Linked DNA regions of Mus musculus: region 1 is linked to region 2. The links are chromatin contacts, called in public HiChIP or PLAC-seq maps. All regions are on one chromosome and are shown on one strand. The core of a region is the stretch at or near the end of the contact, and the rest is flanking DNA. Distances in the headings are between cores, read along the strand shown.

The links. HiChIP or PLAC-seq counts read pairs in DNA pulled down with a chosen protein or histone mark.
Region 1: a CTCF HiChIP or PLAC-seq map of CD8 T cells shows a contact between it and region 2, with 6 read pairs. The contact joins two enhancer-like sites. A contact is called at or near these places in 1 of 39 promoter capture datasets (erythroid cells), 1 of 15 datasets of contacts at CTCF or cohesin (CD8 T cells) and 2 of 115 datasets of contacts at active chromatin or transcription factors (CD8 T cells and memory CD8 T cells).

The regions. Positions count from the first base shown.
Region 1 is chr13:52,058,728-52,065,535 of GRCm38.p6, reverse strand. No RefSeq gene overlaps it. Among named protein-coding and RNA genes, the nearest start is that of Gm40948, 21 kb to the left of the region's middle. Within about 2 kb of position 4,840, at least 114 of the 459 cell types and tissues checked have an H3K27ac peak or open chromatin away from gene starts, as enhancers often do. A contact at or near this core is called in CD8 T cells and memory CD8 T cells, where this site is marked.
Region 2 is chr13:51,796,335-51,803,596 of GRCm38.p6, reverse strand. No RefSeq gene overlaps it. Among named protein-coding and RNA genes, the nearest start is that of Sema4d, 6.3 kb to the right of the region's middle. Within about 2 kb of position 2,391, at least 77 of the 459 cell types and tissues checked have an H3K27ac peak or open chromatin away from gene starts, as enhancers often do. A contact at or near this core is called in CD8 T cells and memory CD8 T cells, where this site is marked.

The sequences.
Region 1 (6,808 bases), core at 3,591-6,090, 260 kb before region 2:
CTGAAGACACTTGCGAATCGCTTAGGGAAAGTGACATCAGGACCTCAGCTCGGAGGGATGAATCATTGTGTGTTCAAGGCTCAGAGTCACAGAACTGGCATCTCCATGCAGCTGCCATCTCTGGCGATCACACACAGCTTTTGACTGTCACAAGCATGTCCTAGTAGACAGAACTAATGTACAGTCCCTCTGCCTTGCACACAGAACAGAGTAGCCACCAAAACCTCTCCCTTCTCAAAGTCTGAAGGAGTCCCTTTTGAATACTCCCCGTGACCCCACAACTGTCCTCCCACAGGAGCAGATTGCAGTAGGCGGGGGCTACTCAGAGTTAGGGTGCCAAAAGGCAGCCCAGCTTTGACACCCCTGGGCAGACTCTTCTTTGCTGAGAACTTTCTTAGTGGAACAGAGCTGTGCGGAGATGGTCTGAGCTTAGCAGTGGAGAGCCACATAGGCCAGCTAATAGCACACAGTTCAGTAGTAAAAGAATGTTCAGGTCAATGAGACTAAGGTCACTCCCAAACAAATCCTGTCCCACCAGGAGTGCTCCACACACTGGGGGTGGGGGGTGGTGATCTACACAGAGCTGCTGCTCACTCATCCACTCTCCCCTAAGGGTCTGGCTGGGTCTCCTCTTCAAGCATGACGACAGATGCTAAGCACATGGTGATTGCGTGCCTAGAGAGGGATTCTGCACACCTTGCCTTTGAAGCCCTTGAGTAAATAAGGGCACAGCTCTTGTGTGGTTTCCACTACAGGAGAAAACAGCTGGACATATACAGCACCTGACACCAGCACATGACTCAGAAAAGGAGTAGGGGTGGCCATGGACGAGGTCGCCTGCCCAGCCATGGTCACTGCCACCCAAGAAGGCTGCAGATCTTCAGAAGGAGAGGGAATGTGTCTATGCACGCCTCAGGTTCTCGGGCTCACTGTCACCGTCAGAGAAGCCCTGGAGTGCGGGGTAAGGGAGTTTTCAGAGGAAAAAGGAAGAGAACAGAGCTGGAGACCCAAGGTTGATACGCTCTAGTGTGCTCCTCGTCTGAGTCCACGGGTAAGGAGCAAGAAGGGTCAAGGATGAACTCTCTCAGCTGTGTGGCCTGCCACTGGATCATGGTCAGTGTATCAGGGTCTACACTCTTAAAGGAAACCAGCTTTCCATTTCCCAGAAGTTATGCATTGTCAGTGGCTTCGTGCCTAGGGATGGGACTTTACACCTTCCACTTCCCTCCATGCTGGGATTTGGTCTGGCTGGAGCTTTCCAAGGTCTCATGCATGTTGTCATATCAACAATGAATTTTTAAGTGTGGTTGCCCTGTTGTGTCTGGAACACACTGCTTCCCTGCCCACTGCCTCCTATACTCTCCCCTAGTCCCCTTTCCTGATGATCCCAGGGCCTTGGGAGGACAGAGTATGATACAGATGTCCTACTTATGGCTGAGCATTCCACAGTCTCTGCACTTTGACCAGTTTTGGATCTCTGCGTTAACCACCATCTACTGCACTAGAAGCTTCGCTGATGAGGGTTGAGAGACCCACTAACCTATGGGTATAATAAGACATTAGAAATCAGTTTAATACTGTGTCCATTCGCAGAAGAACAGTAGTAAGTTTTCCCCAGAGCTTATGGCACACCTGATCGCAGGTTCTTGGCCCCACAATGTTGCCAGATATGGGTTTCATCTTGCAGTGCGGGACTTAAATCTAATCAGAAAATAGTTGATTATTCCCATGATGCTCATGCTCCTACCACACCAGTGGGCGTATCCTTCTAGGCAAATAATCACTGAAGTTTGCAGGATTCACAGCTGGGAATGGTCGATAATTAGTTTTCTTCTCTGGTAGTGTACGAAGCAGCTTCCAGCACCATGTAAGCTAGGTGGTAGGGGCAAAGCTTCCAGATCTACCAGCTTGATAGCTTCACGTTCTGTGAGTCAAATATGTGACATCTTCAGCAATAAGGTCTTACCATCAAGTTCTGGAGCACAATGAAGAGCTTTGGCAGTAGCCCGTTATATTTGGGAGACTCGGGGACCTCACTAGTCAACGTGGCAACCCATTCCTGACACTGGCCTTTTAATGTGTTAGCCTGTAATGCTTAGTGGGGCTATTGCCACTTTGTTATAGAAAAACTATCTCTCTCTCTCTCTCTCTCTCTCTCTCTCTCTCTCTCTCTCTGTGTGTGTGTGTGTGTGTGTGTGTGTGTGTGCTTCAATAAGTATCTACAGTAAGTAATGGGTAGACTTCCATATGACTTTTTTCTAAATGTCTTTAGTGATATTTATTTCTCCCTAGACTTCTACCTGTATCCTGCTTTCCCAACCCCACCTCAACTCTTCCTGTCCCATTATTCTCCCTTAACCTTTATACCACTTTGTCCTATCTCTCCTCCCTTGAACCACACTCATCCCCATGTCCCTTTACTAATTCCCTGGTCTCTATGGGCATTCCAAATGAAGCATGCATATCTGAACATCCAAAGCTAACATCCACAAATGAGAGAAAACTTGTGTCAGTTGACTTTCTGAGTTCAGGTTACCTCACTCAGAATGAGTGTTTCAAGCCCCCTCCATTTATCTGAGAATTATCATAATTTTATGTGTCTTAACAGCTGAGTGGTATTCTGCTGTGTAAATATACCACATGTTCACTCATCAGTATACAGGAAAGTAATTATCCCAGTGAAGATAGGACCTAGTGCTTCACTTTCAATCTCTGATGCCCTTGCACCTGACACCTGCCCTTGTAGCAGACACCTGCCCTTGCACCTGACACCTGCCCTTGCACTCTGGAGTTAAAAAAAGAGACCAGGCAGAGAGTGGGTGTGAGGCTATGCCTTGAAGTGAATATTCTCAGTTCCTTACTGTGAAAATTCTTCCCACCCCTGGAGATGGCCCTGTCCTCCCTGAGTCCTAACATCTATGCAGACGGGAGTTCACTACATAGACACTTCAGAGGAGAATCCCATGAGCAGTCATCCGTTCCAGTACCCAAGGCCACACACTATGCTGGTAGCCATTCCTCCTTCTCCACGTGGAAGCTTGCATGTTTGAGAAGACACTTTGGAATTCAAGATGCTCTTGTAGTCTTCCAGAACTCTGTCCTCCAGTCTTGATTTCTGGAGACAAGAAAGTTTCTAGGGCCATGGGACCTTCATCTTATTGGACCTAAATATCATCATATAGAGTCATCTTCTTCATGCACCCCTGGGCTGCCTCTCCCCACCAGCTCACTCCATTCTGTGGCTCCTGGGGATATTACCTGGAATCTTTAGTGAAGGTCTTAAGGGGTATCCCCGCCCCCATTTACTTTTCTTCAGTTTATATCTGTGGTGGTTTGAATAAGAATGGTCCCCATAGACTCATCTATTTGAATGCTTAGTCACCAGGGCAGGGCACTATTTGAAAGAATTAGGGGGTGTGGCTTTGTTGGAGGAAGTGTGTCACTAGGGATGGGCTTTGAGGTTTCAAAAAGTCCACACCAAGCCAGAGTCTCCCTATCTGACTGGTAGATCAGAACGTAGCTCTCAACTCCTTCTCCGGCCCCGCCCCTGCTTCTATGGTGCCATGCTTGCTGGCATGCTGATAATGGACTAAACATCTGCAGCTGTAAGCAAGCCCCCAATTAAATGCCTCATTTTATAAGAGTTGCCTTGGTCGTGGTCTCCTCTAAGGATCTCTCAGCCTCTCCTTGTCCTCACAGGTCCCAGACACAGCTGTCCCTTAGCCTCAAATAAAAAGACTCCCAGGCACTGACAGTGGGAACTGATACTGCAAAATTATAACCATTAGCCAAGGCCTCAGCCCCTTCCTACAGGAACACCACAGGAGGACAGTGACACCCCAGCACTTCCTGTAGTCAAGCCCTGCAAACCCTGCAGCTCAAGGAGGGCCACATGGAGGTTTATCCCACAGGCTAGCAGGAAGAGGAACTGAGAGTCAGAGGCCATATAGAGCCAGGGCAGAGGTGGTGAACAAGAATGCACTAGGGATAGGAGCTCCAGGCTGAGCCTACAGCAATTCAAACTTCTACTGGCCAGAGTCAAGAGGCCAGAGGACTTCCCTTAGGATGCCTACAAGGCTTTCATCAGTTAGATGATCTGGTGTACGGGGAGTGCGATGGTTTGTATATGCTCGGCCCAGAGAGTGGCACTATTAGAAGGTGTGGCCCTATCGGAGTAGGTGTGTCACTGTGAGTGTGGGCTAAAACACCCTCATCCTAGCTGCCTGGAAACCAGTATTCTGCTAGCAGTCTTCAGATGAACATGTAGAACTCTCAGCTCCTCCCGCACCATGCCTGCCTGGATGTCTCCATGTTCCTGCCTTGATGATACTGGACTGAACCTCTGAACCTATAAGCCAGCCCCAATTAAATGTCTTCCTTATAAGAGTTGCCTTGGTCATGGTGTCTGTACACTGCAGTAAAACCCTAACTAAGACAGGGAGCTACTGTGTGTGCATGAGCTTCCGGTATGAATGGCCCAAATGTTACCAAGATAGTCCTGAGCACCCATCCCACCCCAACCCCTGCCTTGTTGATGAGCACAACAATCCAGTATCTGGGGGGGGGGGGGGAGCGGCGTCAGATCTTCCGAAGGGTGGGAATCTAGCCCCAGCATCCCAATATCCAGTCTTGACTATTTCCTGCAGGCAGATGATACCAGGAAGCCTCTGCTATCTTCCCAGAAGCTGCACAGGCCCCTTGCCATGGTAACACTATTCCAGGAAAGACAGAAGCAAAGCACACGGAAACCCTGCCAAGGTTCAGATGCTCCCAGAGGCTCTCTGCCCCATTTCAGAGGTCGTCTAATCCGAAGTCAACCCTCCTGGGGATGCAGAGCCTGGCTTCCTTCCACCCTGGAGAATTATTAACGTCGGGTTTTTAGAGGCAACCGTGCTCACATTCTATCCTAATTGCCATCAAAGGCAGGAAGGTCCAGAGTACAGACTACTGGCGGGGGCAGGTCACGTGAGGGAAAGCCGTTTCAGCTCCGAGGATGGAGCTGCTGTGACCAGATCCATAAAAGTGGGTCATAAAGCAGGAGGAAGCCTCTGGGAGCAGCCAGGTGGCTGCACTGTTGCTGAACCTGGAGTGGGCAGGGAGGGGATGTCCAGGAAATGGACGCTTTGCTGTTTATGCCCTCAAGTTCTTCCGGTGCGTGGGGGTCAAGTTCACCCCACATGGCTACTTGTAAACCTTGAAGCTCACAAGTATAAACAATCCAGACCCAGGTGCCCTGCAGCCACAAAAGGTCACAGGCATCCCCCGCTCACCACGGGAGGGCCTCACGCCATGTGACCCCTCATCCTTTTCCTTAGTACAGTCATCCTCAAAGCCCGGACTCTGTGCCAGGAGTGGCACTGTAAGTTGTGAGGGATGTGTGTTCTCAGGGCTGAAGATACAGCTCCGTGGATAAAATTCTTGCCTCGTGTGGTGGAAGAGTCACCCTAAATGTGGGTAGCACCATTTCCTGGGGTGGGGTCCCAGGCTGAATGAAGAGGAGAACAGAACAGAAAATAAGTCGCAGCAGCATGCTCGCCCTGTAACTTCCTGATTGTTGATGCAACGTGAGCTGTTTCTCAGGGCACACACGCACGCACGCACGCAAGCACGCAGGCGCGCATGCGTGCACTCTGCATTCAGATCATAAGCCAACATAGACGCTTTTTTACCTTACTAAGTAGCTCCGGTTAAGAGTTTTGTCATAGCAGTGAGGACAACAATAGACCACAAAGACATGAGAGTCTCAGTTCAGATCTCCACCATCCACATAAAAAACTGGGCACAGGGCATGCATACCTGTAGTCCCAGGATTTGAAGAGGTAAGGATGGATTCTTGGAGCTTGCTGGCTAGCCATCCCAGCCTAATTGATGAGTTAAGAGGTTCAGAACAAGCTGGGCATGGTGGCACACGCCTTTGATCCCAGCACTCGGGAGGCAGAGGCAGGCAGATTTCTGAGTTCGAGGCCAGCCTGGTCTACAAAGTGAGTTCCAGGACAGCCAGGGCTATACTGAGGAACCCTGTCTCAAAAAACAAACAAACAAACAAACAAAAACAAAAACAACAACAAAAAAAGAGATTCAGAACAATTACAGGAGACCCTTGCTATCTACTTCCAGCCTACATGTGTGTGTGTGTGTGTGTGTGTGTGCACGCGCACACATGCACACATCCACATGAACACATATATGTCCATCCATACCAAAAAGATCTAGAGAGAAGGAAGGCAGCTTCTCGGGGTCTCACGCTGCAGCCCTGCCTGCCCTGGCCCTGGAACTGGTTATGGAGACCAGGCTGGCCTTGAGCCTCAGAGATCTGTCTGAGTGCTGGGGTTAAAGGTGTGTACTATTGCACTGGCTCAGATCTTTTGACTCACACAGTGGGAGTCCCTGGGAGATAAAGGGCTCCCTACATGTGTCACAGACAATCTTCTGTGCTCAGAAATGTGAAAGCCATGTGAAACCTAACCCCTGCCTGGTATCCCAGTCCTCAAAGCTCTTTTTTTTTTCTGTGTGGGTTTTTAGAACTCTGAACGTTGGTATGAGATGCACCAAGCTTATCAAGTGTTCTATGTGTATTAACAATCCTTGGACACGAGTTCAGATTCACAGACGACATGGGCTAGGCCCATGGGAAAGTTATGCATTCACACCAAGTCTCCCATAAAAACCTGTCATTGGGTAAGGAGCCCGGCCCCTTCCAGATTTGTAACTTGAAAGGGCTTTGCCAGGTGGCGCACTGCAGACAGAGACTGTTCACCTTCACCTGTGACCAGGGGGCTGATGGGAAACAGGCTGCCTGCCTCTGACC
Region 2 (7,262 bases), core at 1,142-3,641:
CACTCTCTGAACTATAAGCCCCTAATAAACTCATTCCATAAGCTGCCTTGGCCATATTATCTTATCCCAGCAGCAATAGAAAAGAAACTAAAACACAGAAATGTGCTCTGAAAACCTCTCTCTCTCTCTCTCTCTCTCTCTCTCTCATTCTGCTTTTGGCTTCCATAAGGGAAACAGGTATTCTGCACCTATCACTACCTCTATGAGGTACTATGCTGCCATAGGGCTGAGCAACCATGGACTAAAGTCTCTGAAACCATGAGCCAAAAATAGATAGATAGGTAGATAGATAGATAGATAGATAGATAGATAGACAGACAGATAGATAGATAGATAGACAAACAAACCTTCTGTCCATATAAGCTGACTATCTCAAGTGTTTTATCACAGTAACAGAAAGCCCCTGAACACCTCCCAAGGGTGAACACTCTCAATGATTCATAGGAAAGCCCTTAGATGAGGTGCTTGTGGCCCTAAGAGAGCTGGGGAGAAGGGAGGAGCTGAGATCACCCACTCAGGGCTGTGACACAGGAAGAGCAGGGACAGACAGAGGCTGTCTCTCTTGGCTTGTCCCAGCCTGGAGCCTGAGACACATCTTGTTAAAAGTATGATTGAGGTTTACAGTCAAATAAACAGACCTCCAGTTTCACCTGGCAGGTACACGCCTTTAGTCATTAAGTAGTATTAGGGATGTTTAATTAATGTAATTATAACACAACAGGAACAAGGCCATCTGTGTCATGTCTAAAGAACACACAAGAACCAAGGAAACAAGCTGAGAAGCCCGTATTTTAAAATCTTGGAACACTAGAGAGAAGATATACTTCCATTGATAACGAGCCACGTAAGCGAGGGGATCTGGCTTCAATCCCCAGAACTTACGTAGAATAAACAAACAAACAAACATCTGGGCACAGTAGTGCACTTCAGTTCCCAGAACTATAACAGAGGAGACAGGCAGATTCTCAGAACTTGCTAGTCAGCCAGCCAAGCCTGGCCATTCAGTGAGCTCCAGGCCACTGGGAGACCCTGGTTCAAAAAAACCCAAGCTACTTGAGAATCAAATCCCTGGGCGACTGTAGCTTCCAGACACATGCAGACACACACCCCATTCGCCCTTAGCTTCGAAGCTTCCTGGTGAGTCTAACTGTCCCAGTGGGTCCCACCGGAACCCAGAGGCAGCCACCATCTTTTTGAGACAGTGTCTCTCATTGACCTGCAACTCAACAATTAGGCTCTGATCCTCTGGGATCTGCCTGTCTCTGTCTGACATCCCAGGACTGGGATTATAAACACGTGTGACAGCTGTGATTCTTGTTAACCTGGCCACATCTGGAATTAACTAAAACCTAAGAGGCTGGATACACCTGTGAGGGGTTTTTTCTTAATTCATTTGAAGAGTTAAGAAACCACCTTTTATCCGGATCTTTGAGGTGGGAAGATCCACCTTTAATCTGGGCCACAGTTTCTTGTGGTGACCTCTGTAAAGGACATGGAAGAAGGAAGCTTTTGCTCTCCCTTTGTTTGCTTTCCTTTATTGGCAACTCCATTCCTTCACTGACCACTTCTTGGGATTCTGGTGTAAACTGAAGAGCAGCTGAGATATCCTGTTTCATTCAGTAAACTACTACTAGACTCTTGGACTTTCTGTTGGTAGACAGCCATTGTTGGACTAGCTGGATCACATCCTGTAAGCCACTCTAATTATATATATATATATATATATATATATATATATATATATATATATATATATCTTAGTTAGGGTTTTACTGCTGTGAATAGACACCATGACCAAAGCAACTCTTATAAGGACAACATTTAACTGGGGCTGGCTTACAGGTTCAGAAGTTCAGTCCATTATCATCAAGGTGGGAACATGGCAGCATCCAGGCAGGCACGGTGCAGAAGGAACTGAGAGTTCTACATCTTCATCTGAAGGCTGCTAGCAGAATCCTGGCTCCCAGGAAGTTAGGACAAAGGTATTAAAGCCCACACCTACTCCAACAAGGCTACACCTCCCAACAGTGCCACTATCTGGGCCAGCATATACAAACCATCACAGTATACATAATTTATATATAAATACATATAATAAATAATTCTTATATAAAAGTAAATACATATACATACATACATACATAAATACACGTATACACATATATAACAGATACATATACGATTTAGATATACAGTTATACATATTCACTCTATTAGTCCTGATCTGTTCCTCTAATATGGCATGCACCCCCCACGCTTAGCTTTTTACGTGACTTCTGAAACTTGCACTTAGGTCCGTATGCTTGTAGCACAAGTGCCTTACGGACAGAGCCATCATCCTACCCTGGCATGTGGTGCTTTCACTGGAAGCATGTCATTTCCTCTACTGTATCTGATCACGTGTGTGAAGAGTCTTGATTGAAGAGCGGCTGGCTTTCAAGCACAGAGGCTGGCAGAGTTTGCAGATTCTGGCAGGAAAGACCGCCCAGCCCCCACGGGAGTCACAGACAGAAACCACAGGCTGTGAAGAAGACACTGAGGCCTTCCACATTTCTCTTCAAAGAAATGTCCTCTTCAAATGGCACTGTAATCACACGTGGCAGCACGACCCTACACGCAGTGTTTGTACTGGACAGACAACTGCAGCCTTTGTATTGCTGGGGGCAGAGGTCAGCTTGGGGCAGTGTCTTCCAACCAGAAGAGAGAGAGAGAGAGAGAGAGAGAGAGAGAGAGAGTGTGTGTGAATGTGTACATGTGCACATACTGCCTGTGGAAGCCAAGAGGATAATTCACCAGCTACCATCTGCCTCAGTTTTCAAGACAGGGTCTCTCACAGACCTGGAAGTTGCTTAGTGGACTAGGCTGACTGGCCATCAAGCTCCAAACACCTCCACAACCCTGGAATTACAACCCTGTGCTTTTTATATTTTATTTCTGTTCTTTTTAAACATGGGTTTGGGGAAATTGAACTTCCACTTCTTGGATTGAATTATCACCCAAGCAGCTCAAAGATTTCTTTTATTTTTTTATTCTGTGTGCGGGGAAGGGTATGTGCGTGTGTCCGTGCAGTTCAGAAGATGTCGGAGCCCTGGAGTCAAAGTTACAGGTGGTTGTGAATCACCGGATGTGGGTGCTGAGATGGGTCCTCAGGAAGAGCGGTGAGGGATCTTAACTGTGAAGACAGCTCCAGCCCCCTGGCAGGATTTTTGATATTTTCTATAACAACCAAAACCCTGGAGCCTGGAGCAAGCCTTCCGTTGAGATACTGAGAGTCAGACAGGTCGTTCTTTATTACCATCATCTTTCTCTGGCAGATGTGCTTTCCTGTGCTCTCTCGTGGTGTGGCAGTGTTTTCTGATGATGTTAGAAGGCCGACCCACAGAGAGCTGTTGCTGGTGGCTTTGCAGAGCGCTTACATCATTCCACGCCCAAAGCAAAGATGAGTCTTAGCTGTTCCACGTGCTTGCCAGTGCTGGGGAGGGAAATTTTAGTTTTTAACATATTTTTTTTTTTTGAGACCTGGTTTCAGTCTATAGTTCAGGCTGGCCACGAACTCATGATGATTCAGCTTCCCAAGTGCTGGGGTCATAGAGGCACGAGCTGCTTAATTTCAGATATTCTGATCCGTGAGTATGTTCCCGCTATCTCTGTAACAGCAGGGGGTGGGGGGAAGGGAGCTACAGTGTACTCATCATTATTGCATGATTATCTCCCTTCCTCAGTATAGATTGATTGATTTATTTTAGTATATGAGTACACTGTAACTGTACAAACAGTTGTGAGCCATCATGCTGGGAATTTAGGACCTCTGTTCGCTCCAGTCCCTTTGCCCAGCTCGCTCTGGCCCAAAGGTTTATTTATTATTATTTTTAAGTACACTGTAGCTGTCTTCAGACACACCAGAAGAGGGCATCAGATCCTATTACAGATGGTCGTGAGCCACCATGTGGTTGCTGGGATTTCAACTCAGGACCTTTGGGTGGCTCTTAACCATTGAGCCATCTCTCCAGCCCCCCTTCCTCAGTATAAATGGCTTCTAGCTGGTTACATACTTGCCCGGCGAGTGAGGACCCCACGCTTTCCTCATGTCAAGAGTCTTGTAACTCTGAAGAAGCCTGAGTGGTCCACAGGTTGGACTTGGGTGCCAGTGGCCTTGAGCAGGTCAGCCTCTAAACAGAACCGGAACGGACTAGAGGAAGAAGCGAGAGAGAAGAAGGGAGAAGCCCTAACAGTGGGGACCTGACTGCACCTGGGAGACTTTGGATGGCAGCAGATGCTACAAAATGACCACTGCCTATGGCCAAGATTCCTGTTTGAGGGAAAAGCCATACAAGTATTATGTGAGAAGCTGGAGGTCAAAGACACCCCTCCCCACCTCCTGTCGCCGCCCTTGCCACCTCCTTTAGAAAAAAGTAACCCAGGTGTTGCTCTGTATCTGTACCTAGTGGCAGGATTCGGCCACACTGTAGGCCTAAGCAGAAAAGTTTTAGAAAACAAGTACCCTACCGGGAGACTGGGAGAACGTGGTAGGAGAAGGTGCAGAAAGAATGTAGGATCCAGAGGCTAGGGACTACAGCCATGAAAGGGTGCATGTGACATTGTGCTCCTGAAGTGACTGTGGCTCTAGAGGTCTGCACAAGACCTGTACTAAACTAAGTCAACAAGGCTGGTCAAAATCCTAGTTGGTAGTACTAATTGGACTGGGGGCCGGGTGAAGAGGGGAGCTGTCTAGAAGGAACAGGAGGCAGGAGGCAGTGGTGGGAATGACTGAGATTGTATAAGGAATTGTCAAAGAATAAACAGATAGGTTTACAAAATTGAATAAATATTCTTTCTCAGAGGAAAGCTTTCTTCCTAGGATCCACACAGACACAAAACCATAGACAGTCACATCTGTCACATGTTTAATGTTTAATGTTAACCAGTGGAAATCATAGCGGTTTCCATATGTCAGTTGCCATCAGGCCTAGAACATTGGGTAGTTATTGTGATCTCAGAACAGGGACTTTCTGGTCCTGCTGCTCTGAGGAAGTGAAGAGACCACACTTAGCAACATTTAGATAATGGTTTCCCTTGAGCCTTGAGATGCCACCACCAAGAAACACCAAGCATAGCTCAGAGAAGAGAGGAAAACACCCAGAAGAAATTTCAGTGGAAGCTGATGTAGGTAAGCTCCAACTGGTGGTGAGAGATATTGGGGTAACATCCTAGCTGCTGAGTAGAGTTGGGGAACACTTAGTTCTGTTGAGTATCTTGGGAGGAAGTGACAATAGGTATCAGACAATAGACAAAGGGGGGTGGGGGACAGGGAGGTCCCATGGCTCTGGCAGCTGGTGGCAGCTTCACCTTGAAGGTCAAAAAGGGCGATGCTAACTAAGCTGAGGTGGGTTTGCGTGAGAGTCTCCTCTCCTGTCCCCCGTCTTTGCCACAGTCACTGAGTCAGTTCTCCCGTGGTTGCACTGAAGCAAGACACAGCCTCTTTGGAAGATGAGAAAGAGCAGCTTTGTGCTGTGTGCTCAGGGAGGTGGGAAGTACGACAGTAAGAGCCTGCTGAGGGCTAGATTATAGGCCTGAAGCCGATGCAGTTAGCACTCTGGCTTGACAGCTGAGATGCAGGGAGAGGGAACCAGCAGTGCTGTCAAGGGCAAGCAGCTCCCCCGGTCCTCCTTACACTCTGTTGCCAGGGCAGCTCTGAGATTCCCAGGGCACGCTTTAGGGAAGAGTCCTTCATGGCTTGCGGGGAGGACGAGGGGCCCAGGAAGGCACCAGGAGCATCCGGAGGCCTCCGAGGGCACCCAGGGATGACGGACACTTAGCTTGGGGAGGCTCCTCAGGTAAGGTAGATCCTGAGGTTGTGAGGGGAAGAAACATGGACAGGATGGGGGTGGCAGCTACCTTGGAGGTAAAATAACTTACATGCTGTCTCATGCTGCGTATCACATCCAGAAGACATCTCCCGGGGACCAGGGAGACACCGTGCTTACGTGACAAGCAGAGAAATCAGGCTTCTACCCCTAGAATCCATGTTAAGAACAATAACCAAGCTGGTGTGGTTGTAATCCCAGGCTGTGGAAGCAGAGACAGGTGAATTCCTTAAGGAGTTTTGGGGACTCACCAGCCAACCAGCCATCCAGCTAGGCAGGCAGGCAGGCAGGCAGACAGACAGACAGACAGACAGACAGACTACTCTGAAAGCTACAAGCCAGTAAGAGACCCTATCATAAACAGCAACAAAATAAAGATGGATGGTGCCTAAGGAATGACACTCAAGATTGTCCTCGGGCCACCATACATAGGACATGCACCCACATCCAGACATAGACATCTTATATTTCCTGAGGCAGATGCCAACCACTGCAGGTGGATAGGTATGTCTCTGTTCAGTGAAACAACCCTGGGTAGCCATGCTGCCCTGTTCTCCTGGCATGGGAGTGCCCCACTTAGATGCCTGGATTCAGCCTCCAGCCAGCCTTGGGTACCTCCTACTTCACATGGTGATGTAGACGCCTGGAGCCCCAGGGCTCTGCATATCTGCTCAGGGGATAGTCCAAAGCCAAGTCCACTGAAGCTATCACACTTGGGAGTCTTTCTCCCTTGAGATTCAAACCTTATCTCTGGAGTTAGCTTGCTCAGCTGGACGGAGAGGACGCCAGTATTCTCATAGAAAGATGTAGAAAAGTATATAAATCTCTAAGAACTCGACATTTCTGGGCAAAGAGTATGCTTGAAGCTAGCTAGAGGGGAGGGTAAGCTAGTCAGAGTGGAGGCAGGCAGCCTTGGGTTCATTTTGTGATCATAAACTTATAATCAAGACAACGATACAACGTTGGCTGGAGAGACGGCTCAGTGGGTAAGCACTTGCTGCTCTTGCGAAGGGTTTGGTTCCCAGCCTCCATGGAGAACATTCACAAGCACCTGTAAAACTCTAGCTCCAGGAAGCCTAACAGTCTCTGTTAGTCTCTGCAGGTTCTACATGCATGTGGTGGACACATATACATGCAGGCAAAACAAACATGCATATACTTAAAATCTTAAACTGGGCAGTGGTGGCACACGCCTTTAATCCCAGCACTCGGGAGGCAGAGGCAGGTGGATTTCTGAGTTCGAGGCCAGCCTGGTCTACAGAATGAGTTCCAGGACAGCCAAGGCTACACAGAGAAACTCGGACTGGAGTTGAACCTAGAACTGTGGGCCCCAGAACAGCCATGCCATGGTCTCTCCTGAGCTCTGGGCTGCCCTCTCTCATGGGCCTAAAAGCCAGG